7 separate regions of the Mus musculus genome follow, and regions 1, 2, 3, 4, 5 and 7 are each linked to region 6. A link is a contact called in public ChIA-PET, Hi-C, HiChIP or PLAC-seq and promoter capture Hi-C data. All regions are on one chromosome and are shown on one strand. Each heading gives the region's core, a stretch centred on a gene start, on an enhancer-like site or on the middle of the called end of the contact. The rest is flanking DNA. Distances are from core to core; before and after follow the strand shown. Region 1 holds the start of Timm29 (translocase of inner mitochondrial membrane 29). Region 2 holds the start of Dock6 (dedicator of cytokinesis 6). Region 3 holds the start of Spc24 (SPC24, NDC80 kinetochore complex component, homolog (S. cerevisiae)). Region 4 holds the start of Zfp426 (zinc finger protein 426). Region 5 holds the start of Zfp653 (zinc finger protein 653). Region 6 holds the start of Fdx2 (ferredoxin 2). Region 7 holds the start of Kank2 (KN motif and ankyrin repeat domains 2).

Region 1 (3,209 bases), core at 49-2,548, 520 kb before region 6:
CTTCAGCTCTTCTGTATCTCTAAGACCAGTAAGGCCCCCAAGTTTCTTCGGCTAACCGGACAGAGTGAGGACTTCCCATAAAATCACAATAAGGGCCATTTATCTCTACCCATCTCACCAATTGCACCATCCACAGCCAACAGTTTGCCTGCGCCTGGTGACCCGGGGGCAATCCTGGGTTTCATCTGGAAACATCGGACTGAACCAGTGAATCAGCCTCGCTCAAAGCTAGCCGATCCTTTCTCTCCTTCTGTAACACCTGCTCCTCCCACAGCGCCTGATCCACCTGATCGTCGGTGAGTATGATCGGCTTGTACTTCTCCTCGAACAGCCTCTCATTGGCCTCTGAGTGCAGCTGGTGAGGCGCGACGACGCGGAGATGAGCGGGCAGATGGAGAAACTCGTCGTCGTTGATGTCGCAATCATGCATGCGATTCTGCAGAATCCACCAGCGGCCAACGAAACCCACGTCGAGGATCCGGCCGGGGAAGTCCACCCAGCGTGGCTGCAGGTAGCGGCAGCGGGCCTGGTAGAGGCTGGCCTGGGCGTCGAAGGGCGCTTCGTAAACCAGCGAGCAAAAGCCCAGGTTCACGTGACGCAGCCGCCCACGGCCCCTCAGCCACAGCAGGCGCTGCAGGAACGCCTCCGAGTGGCGGTTGCGCGTGGCCGGTGCCAAGAGCAACAGTGACCCCGATGCGTCCAGCAAGGCCTCCTCGAAGGCCGCCTCACTGGGCGCCAGCGCGCAGCACGCAGCCGCGCCGCCCAGAAGCCCCACGTACAGGGCCGCGCGGCCCGGTCGAGCTCGCGCCGCAGCCGCCGCGTCCCCGCACGCCTCAGCGTAGTCCCGGAGCAGCGCGCCGGCCCAGGTGCCTGAGGGGAAAAAAGAGCTGCGGTGACAAGGACTCGACCACTCGAGCCACCCACCCTGCAGCCTTCTGCCACTACTCACTCAGTCGCGTCCACAGCCCTGGCTTAACCGCCACCGTCGTGGCACCACCGGCCTCTCCTCCCGCTTCACCGTGCCCACCGGACCAGAATCTCTTAAGAGCCGCTGTCACCATCGTCTCCCTGCGGTTCCTCAGCCGAGTAGAAACGCATAGTGTCGGAATGAAAAAGGCCGGAGAGTAGATCCTGCGCAAGCGCAAGATACAGGAAGTAGTTTCCCACAGGAAGACAATAGGAAACGGACCTAAACGGATGTTGCCGTTGTGTGGAGAAGGGTGGGCTCTGAAGGGAAGTCGAGCGGCGCGCACGCGCATAGAGCAATAGCCACGCCAGCTTAGGTAGGCTCAGGTGAGGAAGGTGGGGTGCATCTGAAGGGACCCAGCTTGGAGCTGAAGTTCCATTCCGTGTATTAGGCTCCATGCAGGAGTCCAGACGGAAGCATCAGTCTTGGGGAGGGCTGTGGGATTGATGCGGTTCTGTCCACAGAGTGCGATGCGGTGACGCCTCTAAAGAGTCATGGCAGCAGCTGACGAACTGGCCTTCCACGGTGAGTGGAGCCCGGAAGTGGTCAGAGCTCCTACCTCAGTCCTAAGCTAGAACCCCAGGCAGCTGGGACCCAGACCTCAGGTTTATCTTGCACTCAATTCCTGCTTCTTCCATGAACTCAAAAGGCACATCACAGCGTCCAATTCTGCACAGGACCTAAATTGAATCCCATCTTAGTAGACAGACCTATCCATGCATCAAAACTGAAGAAACTCAGCCCTTAGGGGACGGCGGTAAGGCAGCCATAGCCCCAGTTGATGAAAGGAATTTTCAGATTCCAAACACCTATGCCCATATTCCCTCTCCGTAGAGTTCGAGGAAGCCACAAATCTTCTGGCAGAGACCCCAGATGCAGCTACTACTAGCCAAAGTGATGAGCTGACCTCCCGAGAGCACGTGGCTGTGGTTGTGGGTTCAGGCATTGGCTATGGAGCTGAAGTAGGGGAGGAAGAGGATGACAAGACATCAGTGAGTCTCCTAGGCCCCGATGATCTGCCTCTGTTCTTACCCTGGCTGAGCAGGCAAGTTCTGAGTCTTTTGTCTTATAGCTTCTACAGGAAGAAAAACCACAGCCCAGATTCTGGACATTTGACTACTATCAGAGCTTTTTTGATGTGGATACCTCCCAGGTAAGGCACTTGGAGTTGCTTGGAGTCCAGCCACTATACTTGAGGACTGAATGGGTATGGTGGGGCTGGAAGGCAAAAGCTAGGTTACAAAGTAGGCGTGGATAGGTGTGTGACTTAAAGCCAGAATGTTTCCCAGTCAAGCCAACCTCTAATGATAGACCAGGTCCAGTGAGAGGGTACATCCTGGAGATGTAGTTGCAAGACCATCCAGAACTTAGGGACTGTCCTTACTTTGAGAGGAGAGGCTGCAAGAAGCTGAAAGCAAGGTGACAGGCCTGAAATCCACCTTCACAGTGGTGACATGTTCGAGCTTGTTCAGTAGGATGTGCTGACACCTCTCAGAACACCAGGATTCTCATTCTAGACCCTGGGCTTTGCTTTCCAGGTCTTGGACAGGATCAAAGGCTCCCTGCTGCCCCATCCTGGCCACAACTTTGTGCGGCACCATCTTAGAAACCGTCCCGACCTATATGGTAAATGGGGGTTTATGTTTGAATCAATGTAGTATTTACTTAAACATGGGACTGTACCAGGCCCTGAAATGGGCAGTCATGCATGAAGAGCAAAACTCGTGTTTAGTTGAGGGAGGCACCAAGATGGAAAGCAGAAGGTGGGTAGGTCTGGCTAACTCAGAGGGTGTTAGGGAAGTCATGAAGGTCCCTGACTAGGGTAGGCAAATGAGTTATGCTAACATTGGTGGTGAGAGGCTTAGAAGAGGACCCAGAAAGCCTCTAGGTCCCATGGTGGAAACAATTGAACTGTATGGCAGCATAGATCAGTGCAGTAGACGGAGGAGCAGGAAGGCCATGAGCAGGGGTGAGTACACAGGTCCCAGAGTGGTGAGAAGGGATCTTACTGAGATCTTTTTGGGATTTCCTCTGGCTCTGGAAAGTGAGGATAGAAGCCAACAAGAGCAGGCAGGCACAGACGTGACATTGGAGGCTATGACGAAGAACGCTTGGTTCTAGAGGATGCCCCACAACCAAGAAGTGAGAAAGGCCAGGGCGGCTTTCTCCCCAGTCCACCAACAGAGTTGCCATGGGTGGACAGGAAAAGCTGGACAGTTATCAGGAGCAGATCAAGTATCTC
Region 2 (3,346 bases), core at 267-2,766, 780 kb before region 6:
AGAGCAGATGGATACCTAGGGGGTTCCCCTACCATCTAGGTCTCCTTCCTGTGCCTTCAGAAGCTGATACAGATTTGCTGGGCAACTGGGGCAAGTCACCCTGCCCTCTGGCTCCAATTTCATCCTCTGTAGATGGGGCTCCTGCTAGCATCCATCCATAGGTGGGATAACGAGCAGCACTCAAAAAAGCTCTGAGGCAGACATGTCCTGTGCTGCACAGCTGCCTACCCTACCAAGACTGTTTTGACCGTGACTGCTCAGAGGGCTGAAGCTACTCAGGAGAAGGTGTGGAGGCAGCAGACAATTGGCATATCCAAAGATGAGCCAGGACTGAAAAAATTCTAGGAAACTGTTATTGGGAAAGGAGCTGTTGGGAAGATATTTAAGGCCACAAATTAATGAAGACATCCTACAACTTCAGGTAATCAGAAACTTCCGGACTGGCTCGCTCAGGTATCGATACTGGCTTTCTGAGTCACACCTCCTAGAGTGACACCCCTGAGCTTAGCTGGACTCATCCACCTCTCTACTGCAACCCAGAGACTGGCAGGAAGTCCCTTGAGCACCTTTTGAGGCCTACTATGTAAAAGCCTCCACACTGCTAGGCTTCAGTTAACCCACTTGTCAGTAGTGGAAAACAACAGTTCTTCCCACCTATGTCCATTGAGCGACTATAAACAAAACCTTAGTAATTATTGTGTGACATTGATGTTGTTTTTTAGGCAGCGTGCCTCCGGGACTAGTGAGGACCTAACTTTTTTGTTTGTTTGTTTGTTTTGTTTTGTGTTGTTTTTTCGAGACAGGGTTTCTCTGTGTAGCCCTGGCTGTCTTGGAACTCACTCTGTAGACCAGGCTGGCCTCGAACTCAGAAATTAGCCTGCCTCTGCCTCCTAAGTGCTGGGATTAAAGGCATGAGCCACCACTGCCCGGCTGACCTAACAGGTTTTGATGTTCCGTATTTTTTCTTCCCAGCCCAACAGAAGACTCAGTTTCCCCATCTTGACCCCAGTGGGAGGGGAACACTCCCTTCCATGCCCTGCCCCTGCTCCACACCCACCCCATGCCCTGCTCTGCCTGGTCCCCAGCTCCCTAGCCCATCGCAGAGATGAGCCACTCACAACGTCCCGCCCATCAAGGACCGTCCCTCATAAGCCACGCCCACAAAGATCCTCATCTCTCCAGCCTTGTCCCGGTCCCTATCCTAGAGCAGCGACATCCCAGATCACAGCCTGCTCCATCCTCCTGTCAGCGCTGTCTCCTCCCCATCCCCAGTATTTCTGTCCCACTCTCAATGCTGGCCCCACGGCATCCCAGAAAAGGCTCCGCCCTATCTAGGGAAAGCCCCGCCCCCTCCAGAGAAGGCTCCTCCCCATCCTAGAGTTGGCCCGGCCTCGCCACCACGCCCCGAGAAGACCCCGCGTCATTCCCGTCTTGGTTCCGCGGCTGGGGCGGGTCGAAGTGCAGGCCCCGCCCCATCAGCACAGGCCCCGCCTCTCCCGCGCGCCTGCTCCGCCCAGCCCGGCTGCCCAGACTCGGGAGGCTGCGGCGGGACGCGGGGCGTCATGGCGGCCTCGGAGCGCCGCGCCTTCGCTCACAAGATCAACAGGTAGTGAGAGCGGCCGCGGTCACGGCCACTCTGGGCGGGACGGGCGAGTGCTGGAGATGGCGGGCAGCGGGGGCGTGCCGGGCTCCCCGAGGACTTCCCGGAGGAGGAAGCGCATCCCGGGTCCGTGCGGGCCGGGCTCCGAGAGTGCTAGGCTGCATTCGGACCCTCTTGCCGTCCTTCCCTTCACCAGCCTGGGGAAATTCGCACCCCTCCCCCGCCCAGGGTCCCGGGACCCAGCTGTCTGGAGCTGGGGACAGCTGGGGATAGCCCCTCAGTCTCCTGCCCCAGCCTCTCCCAGCACCGGCTGGGCGTGGGAGGGGGCCGAGGGGGCTGGGGACTGAACCAGCTGGTGGGCAGACAGGGGAGGGACAGGCAACAGATGCTGGGGGATCCCCTTCCATGGACACTGGATTGTGAGAGAGGCTCAAATCTGGGGTAGGTTAGAAATCATCCCAGGTAAATCATCCCAGGTATCCGATCCTCTGGAGACCTGTCTGACCACCTTAGGTGAGAGAAGCCACTCTGTGGGTCCCACCCTGATGGAGACACAAGAAAGTTGCCCCATTCTTGGATTTCGCTCTGGTGGGACAAACATAGATGTGTCCGTGGTATGGTGTGGATGCATAAGACAGGAAAGGGAGGATAGGGTCTCAATGGTAGGCCAGGTAGAGTTAAGCACAGACCTAAAGGAGCGAAGGAAGAGATCTGCCCATCATCCAGGAAAGAAGCAAATGCAAAGGCCCTGGGGCCACAGAGGGACCAATAGGAATAGATTTTATAGGGCCTACGCCTTGTAGGCCAGAAGGACTTTGACTGTGACCCCAAGTGAAGTGAGAGCCACAGAGAGTTCTGGATAGAGGAGGGTTGTGATCTGGGGCAGAGCAGTTGGGCAGTTTTCTGTTTGTTGTCTTGCCTCCTAAGTCCTTATGCCTTTAGCTCAGGTGGGAAAGATGTGCAGAATGATCCTGGGCCTTGATGTAGTGAGGGAGCCCAAGATTTCCCAAGCAGCCTGGTAGATAAATAGATGCTTCTGCACATTCACCTACCTATTGAGTTCTCCCACAACCCCAGATGAACCTGCAACTGAATGGAGTCTTGGTTTTACTTTGTTGTGTTTTGTTAGTCTGGGATGGGGTCACGTAGCCCATGCTGACCTCAGATGCACTATGTAGCCAAGACCGGCCATGAACTCCTGGCCCCCCCTGCCACACTCAGTTTCCATGGTAACCACATCTACAGCACCTTGCTTTTGTGTTTGCTTTATTTTGAGAAAGGTTCTCACCCTATCCTAGCATTCACTTACTGTGTGTACATGTGTATACCACTCTCGTTGTGTGTGTGTGTGTGTGTGTGTGTGTGACAGGATGCTTGTAGGAAGGAGCCTTTTCTTTCCACTTGGTTTCCTGGGATTATACTCAGGAGGCTCAGCAGCAAGTTGCTCCTGAGCCATCTTGCCAGCCTCCCTCTATTTTCATTTTTGAGGCAGGCTCACTCAACTGGGATCTGGAGCTCCAGATAAACTGGTCAGGGAACTGGCCCTGGGGATCCTCTTGTCTCTGCTCCCTGTTATATGAGTTCTGAGTCTGGCTTTTTTTTCTTTTTAAAGTTTTGCTTATTTTATGTATGTACACTATCTTCAGACACATCAGAAGAGGATATTTGATCCCATTACAGATGGTTGTGAGCCACCATGTGGTTGCTGGGAATTGAACCTAGGACCTCTGGAAGATCAGTCAGTGC
Region 3 (2,925 bases), core at 277-2,776, 690 kb before region 6:
ATAGGAGTACACCATTGCTCTCTTCAGACACACCAGAAGAGGGCATCAGCTGGGCAGTGGTGGCACACACCTTTAATCCCAGCACTTGGGAGGCAGAGGCAGGCAGGTTCTGAGTTCGAGGCCAGCCTGGTCTACAATGTTAGTTCCAGGACAGCCAGGGCTATACAGAGAAACCCTGTCTCAAACCCCCCCCCCAAAAAAAAAAAAAAAAAGACATTGGATCTCACTACAGATGGTTGTGAGCCACCATGTGGTTGCTGGAAATTGAACTCAGAACCTCTGGGAAAGCAGTGAGTGAGTGCTCTTAACCGCTGAGCCATCTCTCCAGCTCTGGGGTATAGGTATTTAAGGAGACAGGGTTCACTTTGTAGTTCAGGCTGGTCTGGAATTCACTCAGCACTCTGGAGTCCCATGAATGGCAATTCCTCTTCCTTAGGCTCCTGATTCCTGAGCCACCATGCTCAGCTTCGGGGTTCACTGCTCTTGTTGCCCAGGCTGGCCTGGAATTTACCTCCATCCTCAAGCTCCCATCACCTGAGTGCTACATGCTAGATACATGCTAGACTCCTACTTAAAGATTTTATTTTATTTTATTTTTGAGACAAGGTCTCTATATAATCCTGGCTCTCCTGGAGCTTTATTTGTAGACCAGGCTGGCCTCAAACTCTGGGATCTGCCTGCCTCTGCCTTCCCAGAACATTGGATGCTCTTGTAGAGAACCAGGGTTTGGCTCCCAGCACCACATGATGGCTCACAACCATCCATATCTAGCTCCAAGTGGTCAGATGCCCTTTTATGACCTCTGCTGACACATACATACATGTAGGCAAAACGTTTACCCATACACATTAAAGAAAGAGAAATAAGCCTAAAAAATAGAGACTGGTGAATGATTGTGGTGGCATGTTCCTATAATCCAACCACTAGGAGGCAGAGGTAGATGGATCTCTAACAAAGAGCTCCTGGACAGCCAGTTCTACATAGTCTCAACATCTCACAGCTCACACATCCCAACCCCCGCCAAGAAAAAAATAAACCCAATGAATCCCAGTTTTATGTATAATTAATATATTCCTAAAGTAAACTAAAAAAAAAAAACAAGCAAAAATAATAAACCATCCGTTACATTGCCCTTCAAGCAGCGACTGATACCTGCAAATTTCTCTAAGAGTCGCGCAGCTTTCCAGTTTACGCATGCGCAACAGACTCCTAACGCCCTGGACTCTCCCCGGAGTTCATAGCCCGACAATCGACGCACGCGTACCAGGCCAATCGCAAACTGGCCACGTGTGACACGCCCCCCCCCCGCGCCGCCGCCCCCCCCCCTCCCCCGCCTACGATGATTGATCCTCACACCTGAGTGACAGAAGAAATTTCGCACAGGATCTCCACAAAATGGCCGCTCCTTCCGAAGCGCTCTGTCCCCTCGCTGATTGAGTCCTGCAGGAGACGGACGTAGGAACGATCCAATGAGACTTATGCGCTCTGGGGAGGGGGCGGGGCCCGTGGTGAGACGAATTTGCGCGGGTTCGGACTCGGCGCGATCAGTCATGGCGGCTTTCCGCGACATGGTGGAGGTGAGCAACTGGCTACTGAGCCTGCTGGGGGCCAACCGCGCCGAGGCGCAGCAGCGGCGGCTGCTCGGGAGCTACGAGCAGATGATGGAGCGGCTGCTGGAGATGCAGGACGGCGCCTACCGGCAGCTTCGGGGTGAGGGCCGGTCCCCTGCGCCCCAGCCCCGGGGGACTTCTCGGGGGGAGCTGGTACTCCTGGGCCTCAGTTTCCCCATCTGACAATTGCCATGGCTCAGAGGCGTCCAGATAAGTGTCATAGCTCACAATGCGCGACTCTATACGATCGTACTTCGTAGCTCAGGCGCCTTTGGAAGTCTTTATGATCCAGCCCCCACCTCCACTCCTGCTCGCCGTTCTTGAGGGTCTTCCGAGGGAGAGCAGTCACACCCGAGCCTTGATTTCTCCACCGGTGAAACCGTTGTCATGACAACGGTTGTCATCTAGGGACTTAAGCGTAATTAAATATAGAGTTAGCAGGGCACGACCCTTTATTAACTTTCCAGGACTCAGGCTTAAATGTAGCTCTGACTAGTAGAGAACTACTTAGCTGAGAAATTCAAAGAACCTTTCAGCTCCTCAGTGCCTTGGTCACAGGTGTGAGCAATCTCCCATCTCAGTGTCCTTCCCTGTCAAAGGTTTGTTTGAACTTTGTTTTGTTTTGTTTCAAGACAGGGTTTCTCTGTGTAGCCCTGGCTGTCCTGGAACTCACTCTGTAGACCAGGCTGGTCTCGAATTCAAATCCGCCTGCCTCTGCCTCCCAAGTGCTGGGATTTAAGGCATGCGCCACCACGTCCGGCCCTGGGAACATTTTTTAAAGTTTCGTGCCTTCCCAATAGACTTGTGAACAGAGCCTGCCGTGAGCTGGACCTCGGGTGACAGCAGGGAAGGAGTCCCTTGGTGGCTGGCATCCTACTGGAGAGGAGACAGGATAACATTTGTACTGCAGTGATGGGCTGAGGAGACAAATGCTTTCTATCATTAGGAGGGGTAACATGGGCGGGACTGGGGAGGGGTTTCTGCAAAGATATTGGGGGAAACCTGAAACTGTTGAGGGGGCAGGGATACACTTGACTGGCATGCATGAAACCCTGGGTTCCATGCCAGGCATGGCAGAATGGGCCTGTCAGACCAGTGTTCCAGAGACAAGCAGGAGGGTCAGGAATGGAAGGCTGGAAGGAATTCAAAGCAGCCTGATTGACAGAAGACCAAAAGTAAAATGAGAAGTTTTATCTCTGAGATTGTAGCTCAGAGAGAACACATGTGGCTACAGGAGGCCTTGGGAGCAAGCAGTAGTAATGAAGTAAAAACCTGAGGGCTGGCAGGATGGTTCACTGGGTAGAGACACTTGGTG
Region 4 (3,306 bases), core at 518-3,017, 580 kb after region 6:
AGTGTACTGGCTAGTTTTGTGTCAACTTGACACAGGCTGGAGTTATCACAGAGAAAGGAGCTTCAGTTGGGGAAATGCCTCCATGAGATCCACTTGTAAGGCATTTTCTCAATTAGTGATCAAGGGGGAAAGGCCCCTTGTGGGTGGTGCCATCTCTGGGCTGATAGTCTTGGGTTCTATAAGAAAGCAAGCTGAGCAAGCCAGTGGAAGCAAGCCAGTAAGAAACATCCCTCCATGGCCTCTGCATCAGCTCCTGCTTCCTGACCTGCTTGAGTTCCAGTCCAGTGTGGAATTGTAAGCTGAAACCCTTCCCTCCCCAACTTGCTTCTTGGTCATGATGTTTGTGCAGGAATAGAAACCCTGACACTAAGACAAGCAGTTAGTGCTCTTAACCGCTGAACCATCTCTCCAGCCCACACCCCAGTTCCTTTCTTTAAAAAAAATTTTTTTTTTTTTTTGCCAGCTGGGCAACATGACCCTGGGTCAGATCTATTTGAAAAGAACAACACTGGTGTACTTAAATAATCTTGGCAATATTTTTGTGTAAATAACCCATCTGACCAAGTGGCTAGACTTGTAGTCTCCTGTCTCTTAAATTGTTCAAAGTCTAATCAGGGGCTGGGACCTAGAGGTTTTAAGGATGAGTGTGTGTAAAATGCCTAACTCTAAGGTATATATAATTACATTTGAGGTCAACTCATATTTGGCCATGTGCTTTAGTAAAGAGCTTTTCCTTGAGCTCTAAGTGTGCAGTAAGAAAGTCTGCCTTTTCACTGAGAAGTCATACTGGCATATTGTTTCTGAAGCAACGCAAGCCCCTGGTTGAGCAAGTTCATGGCAGAGAGGGTAAATGGGTCTCTTGACAAACTGATCTTGCATCCTGTAATAGATCAGGGCCATAAATGCTTTTACTTTCGTCAGAAAGTGATTATAGCTTCATTTCTCTTTGACTCGCATTGACCAACAGATGTCAGCAGAATTCAGCCTAGTAACATTACAGTTTTCAGCCTCTCAACTGTTGCGTGGTTAAACTGGCTCTTCATTCATGTTATTAGGGACCATCAGTAACCAGGAGTGTCGAATCTGAGTGACTGGGCATTTTTCCTGTGACTTGAGATGACAAAAACCCGGATTTGAGCTTACTGTTTGCTTAGGGCATTCAATAGAACCGGGGACTTGGGAAAACAGTTGCTGGGAAAGATGCAGATACGCGGTTAAGACGAGTTCAAGACCCACCCAGTAACTACTTCAGGATTCTCAGTCAGAAACCCAGTTATTTCCATTGGGCTCCTGAGGCTGGTGGAATGGGCTTAGGTAGGGTAAATCTGTTGAAGCACCCTTTATGGTCGCAGCCTACGAAATACAATTTCAACATCTTGAGAGGTCTAGATGATTACGGAAGCGAGACTGCCTTCTGTTTCCTACTGGACTAGGGTGCACTAGAAAGCAAGGGTTCTAAGAATGCAGCGATGGCAGGCAAAAAAATTTCCTGAGCGGACGCTGGGTACCCACAAGAAACCCTGTGGTTAAAGGACTTACTGGTCCTGGCACCACCGTTGCCCGGCTCACAGCCTGGATTCTAATTCTGTCTTGTCCTGGAGACCAGCGTCGGCCTCCAGCTCCCGCGGTGAAGCCCTTACAGCCCCTCCGCCCTGACACTGCGGAGAAACTAGAAATCTGACAGGAATTCAACCGAGGTAGACTCCCGGGCCTGGCTCTGCAGCAGACCGAGCGCGAGCGGAAGTGACGTCATGCCCGCGCCCGTCTCTTCCGGCTCTTATCTGCACTGAAGAGTTGCGGAGTTGCCTGGCATTCGTGAGTTCTGCGGTACAAGGACTACCTGGAGGCGGAGGGGGAGATAGAGAACGAGAGTGCAGAGCTCTGCTCCGCTTGCCACGGCGCCTCCGGGCGCGGCCAAGCCTGAGTCCTCTCTGGCTGTCAGTCGCCAGGCTGGGGAAGTGCCCAGAGGGCGGGCCTGGCGATGGCTGCGGCTACGATGCTGCTCTTCAAAAGCCGCCCAAGCAAATTCTGTGCGAAAGGCTCTTTTATTTTTCTCCTCAGAAATGAAATTTTGCCGGAGTAGTTGGAGTGATCAGCGCCATACACCTTGCGATTTCAGCGCCTCTGGTGAGCACTCAGTGAAAGGTCGCTTTTGGAAAAAGCCGTATTCCCTTTTAAAAAAATATTAGAGACGAATGTCGGGGTGAGAACTTAATTCATATTGTTAGATTGTACTTTATTTAGTGAGTGCGTGTTTTATTTTGACCATTAGTTTCAGATACAGAGACAAATTTCTTAGTTACTTCGAATGTACGTCTTTCTTGAGAGAATATAAACATTGGTAGACCTCCAGCCCATTCATAAAAACCTAGCGGGCAAGCCTTTACTCACGGCACACAGGTGGCAAAAGGATTTCTGTGAGTTCTTGGCTAGTCTGGTGTACAAAATGAGTTCCAGGCCAACCAGTGCTACGTGGTGAAATACTGTATTTATTAAAAAACAAACAAGCAAAAACCTAACAAACAATAATAGTGAGCTTTTTTCCACCTCCAAAGTTCCTAGGCCTGTGTTTGTTTCCTCATCCCTTTATCTCTCTGTGCTAGTGGTCCATTCAGGGCCTTGTGCGTGATACACATACTTTTCTCTTCGTTCTTAGATCTGTTCATCACTAAACTGCTTGGAGCTCACAGAAGAAATGTGGAAAGCTAGATTATTAAAAATCATAGAATTAACTATTAAGAAGATTGATAAATTAGTGTTCTCTCCCCAACAATCCCCCCCCCCCCATTTCTCTTTTTAAAAAAAACTTAGACGTACTAGCATATTTGATGGTCCAGTATCTGTTATGCTGCAGTCACCTCTTGCAGCAGTCCGTGTCTACTCTTTCCCCAGCAAGATATATTGTATGGTGACTTGTTTGCTAAGATGTAAACTGAAAATAAAGGGCAACATGGTAGCACATAGCAGTGATCTCAGGAGTTGGAGCAATAGGAACATGATTTCTTTTCTTTTCTTTCTTTCTTTTTTTAGATTTATTTATTTTATATATGTGACCACACTGTCACTGTCTTCAGACACACCAGAAGAGGGCATCAGATCTCATTGTAGATGGTTGTGAGCCACCATGTGGTTGCTGGGATATGAACTCAGGACCTCTGGAAAAGCAGCCAGTGCTCTTAACCACTGAGCCATCTCTCCAGCCCCAGAACATGATTTCTATGCCAGGATAGTTACATAGTTTCAGGCCAGTCCAGTCTGCATAGTTATACCCCTATCTCCGAATAAACAATAATAGATACAACACTT
Region 5 (3,286 bases), core at 27-2,526, 1.0 Mb before region 6:
AGCTGGCTGTGAACTCATGGAGGTGCTCAGAGTACGTCACAGTGGTGAGACACAAACTCTTCTCCTAACAGTGACAGAAGGCCCTGTCTTCGCCATGTGCATGGCTGGTGCCCATGATCAGGCAACATTGATCAAGTGGATCCAAGGCTTGCAGGAGACCAACCCAACCCTGGCACAGATCCCAGTGGTATTCCGCCTGGCCAGGTCCACGGGGGAGCTCCTGACAACTTCAAGGCTGGAGGGACAGTCCCCTCCCCACAGTCCTCCCAAGGGGCCTGAGGAAGATGATGAGACCATTCAGGCAGAGCAGCAGCAGGGGCAAAGTTGAGTCAGATAGAGCTGGCATGAGGAGAAAAGACTGGGCTGGTATGAAATAATATGGAGAAAATAAAAAAATCAAAACCTCTTCCCTGGCCCTGTGGCTTCCCTTCGTATGTTCTGCATGGGCTCTTTTGGGTTTACCACCTTGGGACCCTTTTTTAAACTTGTCTTTTCAAAAATTCCATTTATAGATGGGCGTGGTGGCACACGCCTTTAATCCCAGCACTCGGGAGGCAGGCAGACAGATTTCTGAGTTCGAGGCCAGCCTGGTCTACAGAGTGAGTTCCAGGACAGCCAGGGCTACACAGAGAAACCTTGTCTCGAAAAACCAAAAAAAAAAAAAAAAATCCATTTATATATTTATGGTATGGGAGGGATGTGTGGAGGTCAGAAGACCATTTGCTGGAGTCTGTTCCGATATATGACCCTGTGAATCTCGGAAATGTAACTCAGATTGTCAAGTATGCCAGCCATCACCTTACCTGCAGAGCCGACTTGTTGGCCTTTAAAAACATCTTTTAAATGTATTTACCTTTATTTTATGTGCATTGGTGTTCTGCATGTATATATGTTTATGTGAGAATGGTAGATCTTGGAATTACAGACAGTTCTAGCTGCCATGTAGGTGCTGAATTTGAGCGCAGGTCCTCTGGAAAAGCAGTGAGTGCCCTTAACCAGTGAGCCATTTCTCCAGCCCTTTTGAAAAAATCTTTAATCACATTGCCGAAGAATTCAATAGAGAGGCAAGGATTACCTGAGTTTCAGTACCCAGTGCCTCTACCTCCCAAATAACTGACTTGTCAACAGAACGCACTTCCATGGCCTGGGCCGGACGGACTACGCGCATGCGCAGCTATGGCTAGTTGTCCCCGTTTGGCGCCGCGGGCAGAGAAGACCCTGTGAGAAATCTCCCGGCGGCGCAGACTAGGCGCGCCACTTCCGGTCGAGGCTCCTAACAACGGGGGAGGCCGGTAACCAGGGAGGGGGGGATGGCGGAGCGGGCTCCAGAGCCCGGGGCGGAGGCGGAGGCGGGCGCAGGCGGGGAGGCGGCGGCAGAGGAAGGCGCGGCAGGCAGAAAGGCGCGGGGCCGGCCGCGGCTCACCGAGTCGGACCGGGCCCGGAGGCGGCTCGAGTCCCGGAAGAAGTACGACGTGCGGCGCGTGTACCTGGGCGAGGCGCACGGCCCCTGGGTGGACCTGAGACGCCGCAGCGGCTGGAGCGACGCCAAACTTGCCGCCTACCTCATTTCGCTGGAGCGTGGCCAGCGTAGCGGTCGCCACGGGTAAGGGGGCGCGGGGCCGGGAGAGGGAGGGAGGGAGAGAAGAAGCCGGGGGAGGGACGAAAAGGGCAGCGGCCCCGCCCCCGGAGCGTGAAGCCCCACCCCCGGGCCGCCTGGCGGCCCTCGGTCTCGGGCTTAGGCAACCCAGACCCCTCACGCGCCTCCTCGCGGCTCCGCCTCCGACCCATTGACTACCCAATGCAAGCCTGTGCCCCACCCCTCTGCCCGCCTTCGGAAGCTCCGACTGGCCCGTCTGAAGAGTCGACCCGCCTCCACTGGCCTGGCCTGGGGCTGGCTCTCAGGTGTAAACCTCCAAAGGTGCTGGGCACTCTGATTTTCTGCGTATGAGTGCCTTGCCTTCGTGGATATATGTGTACCACGTGCATGAACTACCTGCAGAGGTCAGAAAAGGGTGTCGGATCCCCAGAAACCACCATTGTGAACCACCATGTAGGTTGTGGGAACCAAACCCGGATCCTCAACAAGAAAGCAGCCTTAACCCAGCCACCTGTTTCAACAACCTTGTCAGGGTTACTTGTGTGCATCCTGAGTGCTGGGACTAAAGGCATGTGCCAGGCTTGGTGTGAGGGCACTTTTATTCTTGTGTATGTGTGCGTGTGTGGTGTATGTAGGCCCACATAAGGAGGTGGGAAGACAGCTTTGCAGAGCTAGTCCTCTTCTACCACGTGCCCTCTAGGGATCAGACTAAGACCATGAATGGTTCACCACGCTGTAGTTGTCAGACCTATTGGTAAACTGTCATGTGCAGCTTGCCACACTGAGAAGCAGGCTCTGAAAGTGTAGATGGCCTCTCCTGTTTGAGACTCAAGCATGTCTCTCTCAGTGTCCTCCAGGAAGAGACAAGGACAGCAGAAGTGCCCAAGAGTAAAAACCCCATGCCCTTAAGAACAGCTAGAAGGTGGAGCATTTCCAATAGAGGTTACTCCTGCTGTCTCACAGTGCAGGTGTCCACAGTGGGAAGACAAGCTGGATGCTAAGCCATGGAGGGAAAGCTCACCCTGGGACTCCAGCTGTTGCCCCAGCTTCCCCAGCCAGTAGCTGCATGGTGTGAACACTGGATTGGATATTATCTGTCTGGTTTGCACAGACAGTTCCAGCCAGCCAGGGCTGCATAACGATACTCTATCTCAAATAAAATACAAAATGAAAATAGAGAGCATAGAAAGGGTTTGGCCCATAGTAAGGGTTCAGGTGTAGCGTGTTCTGCTCTTGTCTGCACTCATCTGTATGAATGATTCTTTAAGAGTTGATTCTAGGCCCTGAAGAGGTTGGATCAGTAGTTAAGAGCATTTGTTGCTCTTTCAGAGGGCCTGGGTTTGGTTCCAGTCACCAGCATTGTGGTTCACAACCATCTGTAACTCCAGTTCCAAGGGATTCCATGCCCTCTTCTGACCTCCAAGGGCATCAGGCAGGTGCAGAGACATGAATGCAAGTAAAAACTTATGCACATGAAATAGTAAAATCATTTTTAAGAAGTTATCCAGGCATAGTGGCACATGCCTGTAATTCCAGCATTTTGGAGGCAGATGCAACTAGAGCTTTTTGAGTTTGAGCCCAGCTGGGTCTATATGTTGAGTTCCAGGATAGCCAGGGCTACACAGAGAGACAGAGGTCTCAAAACAAAAACAAAAAACAAAAATACATTGATTCTTAGGGGCAATAACC
Region 6 (3,331 bases), core at 600-3,099:
TCCTACCTGAAGCGGAAGAGGATTTTCTAAGGGGTCGACACCAGAGATGCTCCAAGGGCCTGCACCAAGTTGCTTTTGGGTTTTTTCTGGTATTTGTGTTTTCTGGGATTTTATTTTTATTATTTTTTTTAATGTCCTTTCTTTGGGTAATAGAGAAATCTCTGCAAAAGACTTTGCTGACCAACCAGCTGGAGCTCAAGGAATGTGGGGTATCTGGGGCCACACCATTACCTGTGGGCTTGCTCCTGGAGCCAAACCCTGCAGCCTTAAGAGAGAGGGGCCTGACCTGCTCTCTTTCCCTCCCTAGCTCCAGGCCTCCTCTCCTGCCTCGTCACTCCTGTGTTCTGGCCTCTTGAGTGCCTTTGGAGGTGTCTCTGACCTGTGAGGATCAGAGACAGTCCCCGTTTTTAAACTTCGACAATTGACTTTTATTTCCTTTTCTAATTTTTATTATTTTTTAAAACAACCAGGATGATTATCACATCTACTCCCCCATCCGTCCAGAAAAGCCCCAAATTGATTCCTTCAGGGTCTGGCCTGCCCAGGCTCTATTCCACATGTGCAGGTTCCAACAGCTTAACCCTATTCTCTTCCCAGTCATCTGCTGCAGGTATAGCTGTCTCATGCCCCTGCCTGCCTATTCTGGCCAGTACCCTAAGCCCCAAGATCTCCAGCCCCTGCCCCAGTATCCTTGCCTTCTGATGCCTTAAAGTTGGGCCACAGGTCCTGCTGGGTCAGAGCCTCACAGATGCGGAGCTCCAAAAGCTCCGCTCAGGACCAAAGAGCTCTGGCCTAGGGTTCATCCTTTCTCCAGGTGTCTGCCCTGTGGACAGAAGGCTAAAGCCTTGATCTTGGCAAACCACCCCTTTTGCCCAAAGCCTGGATGCAGAGACCAGTATTTTCTGCTGGCTTCAACAGTCTCCCCTGCTGTCTGTGAAAGGTGACCATTGTACCCAGGCCACTGGGCCTCTACCATGTTCTTTCAAACCCAGGTCATTACCATCCCCAGGCTGGATCACTGGAGCAGGCCTCCTCTCTGTCCATGTGAGGGGGACCTAGGGGCTCTGCCCTTAGCCAGCTGAGCCACCACCAGCCTCCCTCCCCAAACATGATAACCCAAACCCACTCCAGTGGGTGTATCTCACCCCCTCACCCCACCCCCACCCCCTGCATAGACCTTTGCTGAATTAAAGTTTGTAAGTAAACGGTTTTAAAAAAAAAATCAGAGCTGGCTGGTTCTTGATATAAACCATGGGCCAGCAAACTAGCTCAGAATTCTGGTAACACAGACAGCCTGAGTTTTATCCCTCTGCCCCAAATGGTGGAAGGAGAGAACTGACTCCCGCAGATTGACCACTGACCTACACACATGTCACGGATGGGCTCATACACACAATCCCTAAAAATTTAAGTTGGGCTTGGAGGCCAGCCTGGTCTATATGAATTGCTTAGAGACTTAAGAATTTCTCAGTCTATAGAGATTCTGTCTCAAACAAAATTTAAATACTGGTTGCACATAACCGGTAATTCCAGCAAAGGAATTCGGAGATCAAGGCCAGACTAGGGGATCCTGTCTAAAAATTAGAGAACTCAGAGGTTGGTCCCAATTGCCGAACGTAGTTTTAGTTCCCAGCCCCACACTACCCATCAACTCTTCTGGGCTCCATAGGCACCCACTTGGTGCACATACGTACATATAAGCAGAACACATACAGTACGACCTAAGGGAAGAAATATCCAACCACAGGGCGAGGCCGGAAGTCCAGCTAGATCCCAGTGCATCACCTTTGACCTCACACGGCGCCCAAACGCTGCGTTTACTGTCGCTGAGGACGCGCAGAGCATGCTAGGTCTTCCGGTCACGTGGCCTATCATGGCCGCCTCCATGGCCCGGGGCGTGAGCGCCCGGGTCCTGTTACGGGCGGCCGGGGGATCTTGGGGACCCAGGGCCGGGCACGCGGCGGTAACATCTAGGACGTTCGGGACTACAGGTACATAGGGCTGGGCCGAGCCGCGGCGTGCAGCGAGGCCGCAGCCGCTCACCCACTCGTGTGTTTCCAGGCGAGCGGCGTGCTGGCGAGGAGGCGGCGGACAGCCCGGAGCTGCCCCGGGACGTGTGAGTGCCCCTCGTGCCACGCCCTGCCCCTCCCTGCCACTCCCTGCCTCCGGCTCAGCACCTGCACCCTGTTTGTCCCCAGGGTCAACGTGGTGTTCGTGGACCGCTCTGGCAAGCGGATCCCGGTGAGGGGCAAAGTCGGGGACAATGTTCTATACCTGGCCCAGCGCCACGGGGTGGACCTGGAAGGTAGGTCATATGAAACTAGGGAGATCCTTGGCATTCTTATACCTTTTTGTAATTTTGAGAGGTTTCCTATAGCTCAGGCTCGCCTCGAACTTACTATGTATCAGAGGATGACTTTGAACTGCTGACCCTCCTGGGACCTGGTGTGCACTACCACAATCCAATACTTTTGTTTAGGTGGTGTATGGGTGGGTCCGATCTCACTCTGTGAATCAGGCTGTCCAGGAACTTAAGTATGTAATCCCGGCTAGCCTCCAACTCATTGCAGTGAACCTACTGCCTCCACTTCCTGAGTCCTGAGACTACAGGCATGTGCTGCCTACCATATCACCAAATAGGTGGGATGGGAAGAACTGAGATGGAGTCCATGTTATTCAGGCTGTTCTGAAATCAGCTATATAACCAGGCTAGGCTCAAACTCACAATAGTGATGCCCCTGCCTCCACCTCTTTAGTGCCAAAATGGTTAAGACAGAGTCTCTGACTTACCCTTAAACCTGCTGGCTGATCATACTGCCTTAGCTTTCTCAGTTCTGAGAATACAGGTTGTCTCTACTGTTTTACCACCTTTGCGCTAACGCCAGTAAGATGGCAATAATGAAACTGGAAAGGTCGCCAGTGCTGAAGACTGCAGACGGCTTGTGAGAAGACCTGTGTTCTCTTCCTACCACCAGCTCTGTGCCAGGCAATTCACAGCCTTCTGTACCAGTAGTGCCGGGCACACTACCTCACCTCCATGGCACCTACTCACATGCACAACCCACACAGAGACACATGGAAACACTTAAAAATCTTTCTTTAAATTAACACTAAAATAAAACTAGGTTTTGGAGCAGCCCTTACTGAGCTGCTAGAATCTGTGCTCTCTTGGAAATTGTGGATTCTCCATGTTGACCCCCCATTCTCTAGTGCTGCCGCTGACTACCTTTTGGGGAGAGGTGGAACTGAAGCGGGATCACAGATGCACAGTGCTGTCCCTCACCACTCTCTTGCTGTTTTTCAGGCATCACAGCTCAGTCCTGTCCTAGCA
Region 7 (2,971 bases), core at 421-2,920, 730 kb before region 6:
TGTTTGTTTTTAATTTAAAGTGAGTTTTATATACAACCTGTGTGGTGTGCTGACAGTTGACATGGCCCCTGCCCTGGGGGCAGTGACGTTCATTCAGTGGGAGAAGAGAACACACTCACATTGTAACATGGCCATGGGAAAGAGTGTTTCCTGTGTGCGAGGTCACGTGTGTCCACCTGTGGTGAGGGTTTGCGTGTGCAAGCGTGTGATGTACGAGTATTCCTCAGTCTCTCCACTTTTTGTTTTGTGTTTACTTTGCTTCCCAGCCTGGCCTTGAACTCACAAAGACCCATCCACCTCAGCCTCAGCCTTTTCTACTAAGTGCTGGGATTAAATGGTTTATCATTTTTAATTGTATTTTTTTCTCCTCTTTCTCTCTTTCTGTCTGTCTGTATGTTTGTGGGTGCATGGGTGCCATGACACACATGTGGAGTCAGAGGACAGTTTGCAGAACTCAGTTCTCCCCTTCCACTGTATAGATCGCAGGCATTGAGCTTTCAGGCTTGCAGCAGGCACCTTCGTCTTGACATCTGACGAGCCTCCCCTTGGTCATCCACTTATTTTTTGAGACAGGTCTCATTGAACCTGGAGTTCATAGATGCAGCTAGGTTCACTGGCTGGTAAGCCCCAGCCATAGAGATCTGCCCAGCCCCCAGAATTCGGCTTACAGGTAAACTTGTGGGCCCAACTCTTATGTAGATGCTGGAGTTCGAACTCAGATCCTAGTTCACACCGGCAGGCAGTTTACCCACTGAGACATCCACCTGTCACGTGTGCTAAGCAGAGGCTTCCAGGAAGCTATATTTTTCCTCTTTCCTCCCCTTCCCTTCCTCTCTCTTTCTTTCTTTCTTCCTTTCTTTCTTTCCTGTTGTTTTGTCTTTAGTTTGTTTATTTTGAGACAGTCTCTCCTGGCTCAGAATTACTGGAGTAGAAGGTGACCTCTCTAGTACTTGATCGCCCTGGCTCCACATCTTTCATGTGCTGGGACTACAGGTGTGCAGTCCCGCTGTGAGAGTGGCTTCAGAAAGTCCAGTGCAAACAGAAGTTCATCTCTGGACTAGGGTGTAGTTTAGAGGCAGAGTGATTAGCATTCAGAGTCCTGGGGTCCATCCCCAACCTCACAAAATCAATAAACCACGCCCTGTGATTTGTGTCAGCCCAAGAGTAGTATGAAGGGAATTTTCTGAACACACTTAACAGATGGGTCATGTGATTGACCCCATTTTGCTGATGGGGAAACTGAGGCACAACTTCAATTTCAGGAGATTGGGGTGTGGGTGCTGCAATCTTAGAGTTTGGGTCGGCGGTCACGCCATGGTGCACCCGGCCTGCAGCTGGAAGACTTCCAGCTGCTGGCGGCCAACGGGGGAGGGGTGACCTCCAGTCGCCGCTACCGCACCCGCCCTCGAGCTGGGCTGCGGCCAGCTCCGCCCCCTGCAGCGTCCAGCTGCGAAGGGCGGGCACCAGGCTTGGAGAAGCGGGGACCCTGTCCGGAGGGCTGGTGGCCAGGAGCCGACTGAGACCCTAGGACGTGCTCAGGCCGCAGCGAGAGCGCGTGCACCCCCACGACCACCCTTCAACTTCGCCCCCAGGCCCCGCGGCCGAGGCGCCCGGGAGACTGGAGGGGCGTGGCTTTCTGGTGGGGGCGTGGCTACCGCGCTGGCTCCGCAAGCTTGCGGCGACTGAGGCGGAGCGGGCAGGACGCCTGGGACGGCGGAGGCTCGAGCGTGCCAGGCGAGTGGGACGGAGGGCTGATCGGGGTGGCGTGGGGTCCGGGCTACTCTAGGGGCACTATCAGGATTTCTAACCCACCTCCAACCCGAGGCTACAAGCTCGCACACTCTCTCTTAGCTGGTCCCTCTCAAGTCTTAACATCTGCGCCCAAACTTTGCAAACCGGAGCGTCTGGGTCCCCGCGCTCCTCTCCCCTCCCCAGCCCTGACCTGGGCCCTGCTTCCCTTGCCCCTAGCCCACCTCTATGCCTTTATCATTCCCTGCCTCTCTTCCTCTGCTCCGCCACTCTCGTCTAGCTCTGTCCCCTAACCTTCCCAGGTCCCCGCTCTCGCAGCTCCGGGTGGCCGGACCAGGCCCCTCAGCGGCGGGAAGGCATCCGGGCGTCCGGCCGGGCTGGGCCTGGCTGCTGGGCGGGTGTGGGGATCAGCAGATGTTTGCCATTAGACTGGGACCCCGCAGGCCCCGCCCCCTCCCCGCCCGGGGCGGGGTCCTCCTCACCCCCAACTTTAGGGGCGGAGGGAGCGCGGCAGGAAAACCCCCAGATCCCAGATTCACCCAGGCTGGTGGTGGGGGGGGGTGCACTCTGGGGAGACCCTGTGGCCCTTTCCTGGAAACTCCCACCTGTTGATTCTTCCAGCCTCCTTCCGCCTCTCTCATCCCGGGATCTTGTGGAGAGAGGGGCCTCCTCCGACTCCCGCCACGGAGTTACCAGCCTGAGGTTAGATAACGAGACCCGTAGACCTCCATCGCTCCATCTGGAGAGTAAGATGTATAGGGTCTAGGGGTGCTTTGGGCGAATCTGCCCCGTTTTAGGTTCAAGTCAGAGATCTGCCTGCCTCCGCCTCCCAAGTGCTGGGATTAAAGGCATGTGAGGCTACACTCAGCTTGCAAGATCTTTTTCCAAAAACATAAGCATGGCTGGGGATGGAGAACGTGGGCCTAGCATGTATGAAACCGGGGGTTCCACCCCAGAATGTATGGTGTGGTGTGGTGTAGCCAGCCACGCCAGCACTTATGAGGTGCAGGCTGGAGGATCAGGATTTCAGGGTCATCCCCAGCCACATAGTGAGTTTGAGGCCAGCCTGGGCTACAGGAAACTGCCTTAAATAACCAAACAAAACGGTGTGGTAATTATTCATTATTCATTCCACCTCAGTGCCCCTAGCCCAGGCTACCCCAATTCTGCTCCCTACTTCTGTGTCTCTCTTAAGTCCTCAGAAAATATTTTGGACTAACTT

The links. Promoter capture Hi-C pulls out the DNA fragments that hold promoters and counts their contacts. Hi-C and Micro-C count contacts between places; a contact is called where the count stands out from the background. ChIA-PET counts read pairs in DNA pulled down with a chosen protein or histone mark. HiChIP or PLAC-seq counts read pairs in DNA pulled down with a chosen protein or histone mark.
Region 1: a contact with region 6 is called in a Hi-C map of CD8 T cells, with 2.7 times the contacts expected there. The contact joins the promoter of Timm29 here to the promoter of Fdx2 in region 6. A contact is called at or near these places in 3 of 39 promoter capture datasets (liver and pre-B cells), 2 of 484 Hi-C or Micro-C datasets (CD8 T cells and nephron progenitors) and 2 of 9 other capture datasets (adipose tissue and liver).
Region 2: a FOXA1 HiChIP or PLAC-seq map of pancreatic cancer cells shows a contact between it and region 6. The contact joins the promoter of Dock6 here to the promoter of Fdx2 in region 6. A contact is called at or near these places in 1 of 39 promoter capture datasets (pre-B cells), 2 of 115 datasets of contacts at active chromatin or transcription factors (microglia and pancreatic cancer cells) and 1 of 9 other capture datasets (adipose tissue).
Region 3: a contact with region 6 is called in an RNA polymerase II ChIA-PET map of memory CD8 T cells, with 4 times the contacts expected there. The contact joins the promoter of Spc24 here to the promoter of Fdx2 in region 6. A contact is called at or near these places in 1 of 39 promoter capture datasets (pre-B cells) and 1 of 115 datasets of contacts at active chromatin or transcription factors (memory CD8 T cells).
Region 4: a contact with region 6 is called in a promoter capture Hi-C map of erythroid cells, with 4 times the contacts expected there. The contact joins the promoter of Zfp426 here to the promoter of Fdx2 in region 6. A contact is called at or near these places in 2 of 39 promoter capture datasets (erythroid cells and pre-B cells).
Region 5: an H3K27ac HiChIP or PLAC-seq map of microglia shows a contact between it and region 6, with 5 times the contacts expected there. The contact joins the promoter of Zfp653 here to the promoter of Fdx2 in region 6. A contact is called at or near these places in 1 of 115 datasets of contacts at active chromatin or transcription factors (microglia) and 1 of 9 other capture datasets (liver).
Region 7: a contact with region 6 is called in a promoter capture Hi-C map of pre-B cells, with 3 times the contacts expected there. The contact joins the promoter of Kank2 here to the promoter of Fdx2 in region 6. A contact is called at or near these places in 2 of 39 promoter capture datasets (cranial neural crest and pre-B cells) and 1 of 9 other capture datasets (liver).

The regions. Positions count from the first base shown.
Region 1 is chr9:21,590,811-21,594,019 of GRCm38.p6, reverse strand. It overlaps Timm29 (translocase of inner mitochondrial membrane 29), which reads right to left and starts at 1,298. Exons shown (of 2, transcript NM_178619.4): 1 at 950-1,298; 2 at 1-870. The coding sequence starts at 1,061. The coding sequence ends at 182. Yipf2 (Yip1 domain family, member 2) reads left to right here and starts at 1,189. Exons shown (of 8, transcript NM_138303.2): 1 at 1,189-1,492; 2 at 1,802-1,959; 3 at 2,040-2,120; 4 at 2,506-2,593. The coding sequence starts at 1,462.
Region 2 is chr9:21,850,805-21,854,150 of GRCm38.p6, reverse strand. It overlaps Dock6 (dedicator of cytokinesis 6), which reads left to right and starts at 1,516. Exons shown (of 50, transcript NM_177030.3): 1 at 1,516-1,606. The coding sequence starts at 1,563.
Region 3 is chr9:21,758,904-21,761,828 of GRCm38.p6, reverse strand. Spc24 (SPC24, NDC80 kinetochore complex component, homolog (S. cerevisiae)) reads left to right here and starts at 1,526. Exons shown (of 5, transcript NM_026282.6): 1 at 1,526-1,710. The coding sequence starts at 1,551.
Region 4 is chr9:20,491,207-20,494,512 of GRCm38.p6, reverse strand. It overlaps Zfp426 (zinc finger protein 426), which reads left to right and starts at 1,767. Exons shown (of 9, transcript NM_001110309.1): 1 at 1,767-1,815; 2 at 2,062-2,127.
Region 5 is chr9:22,069,366-22,072,651 of GRCm38.p6, reverse strand. It overlaps Zfp653 (zinc finger protein 653), which reads left to right and starts at 1,276. Exons shown (of 9, transcript NM_177318.3): 1 at 1,276-1,603. The coding sequence starts at 1,311. It overlaps Ecsit (ECSIT signalling integrator), which reads left to right. Exons shown (of 9, transcript NM_001253897.1): 9 at 72-406. The coding sequence ends at 328. Gm16845 (predicted gene, 16845) reads right to left here and starts at 1,650. Exons shown (of 3, transcript NR_040407.1): 1 at 1,488-1,650.
Region 6 is chr9:21,072,049-21,075,379 of GRCm38.p6, reverse strand. It overlaps Fdx2 (ferredoxin 2), which reads left to right and starts at 1,849. Exons shown (of 5, transcript NM_001039824.3): 1 at 1,849-1,991; 2 at 2,062-2,116; 3 at 2,199-2,305. The coding sequence starts at 1,874. Raver1 (ribonucleoprotein, PTB-binding 1) reads left to right here. Exons shown (of 13, transcript NM_027911.4): 13 at 1-1,222. The coding sequence ends at 30. Gm38431 (predicted gene, 38431) reads left to right here. Exons shown (of 17, transcript NR_038081.2): 13 at 1-89; 14 at 2,062-2,116; 15 at 2,199-2,305.
Region 7 is chr9:21,797,245-21,800,215 of GRCm38.p6, reverse strand. Kank2 (KN motif and ankyrin repeat domains 2) reads left to right here and starts at 1,670. Exons shown (of 12, transcript NM_145611.4): 1 at 1,670-1,734. It overlaps Dock6 (dedicator of cytokinesis 6), which reads left to right. Exons shown (of 50, transcript NM_177030.3): 50 at 1-36.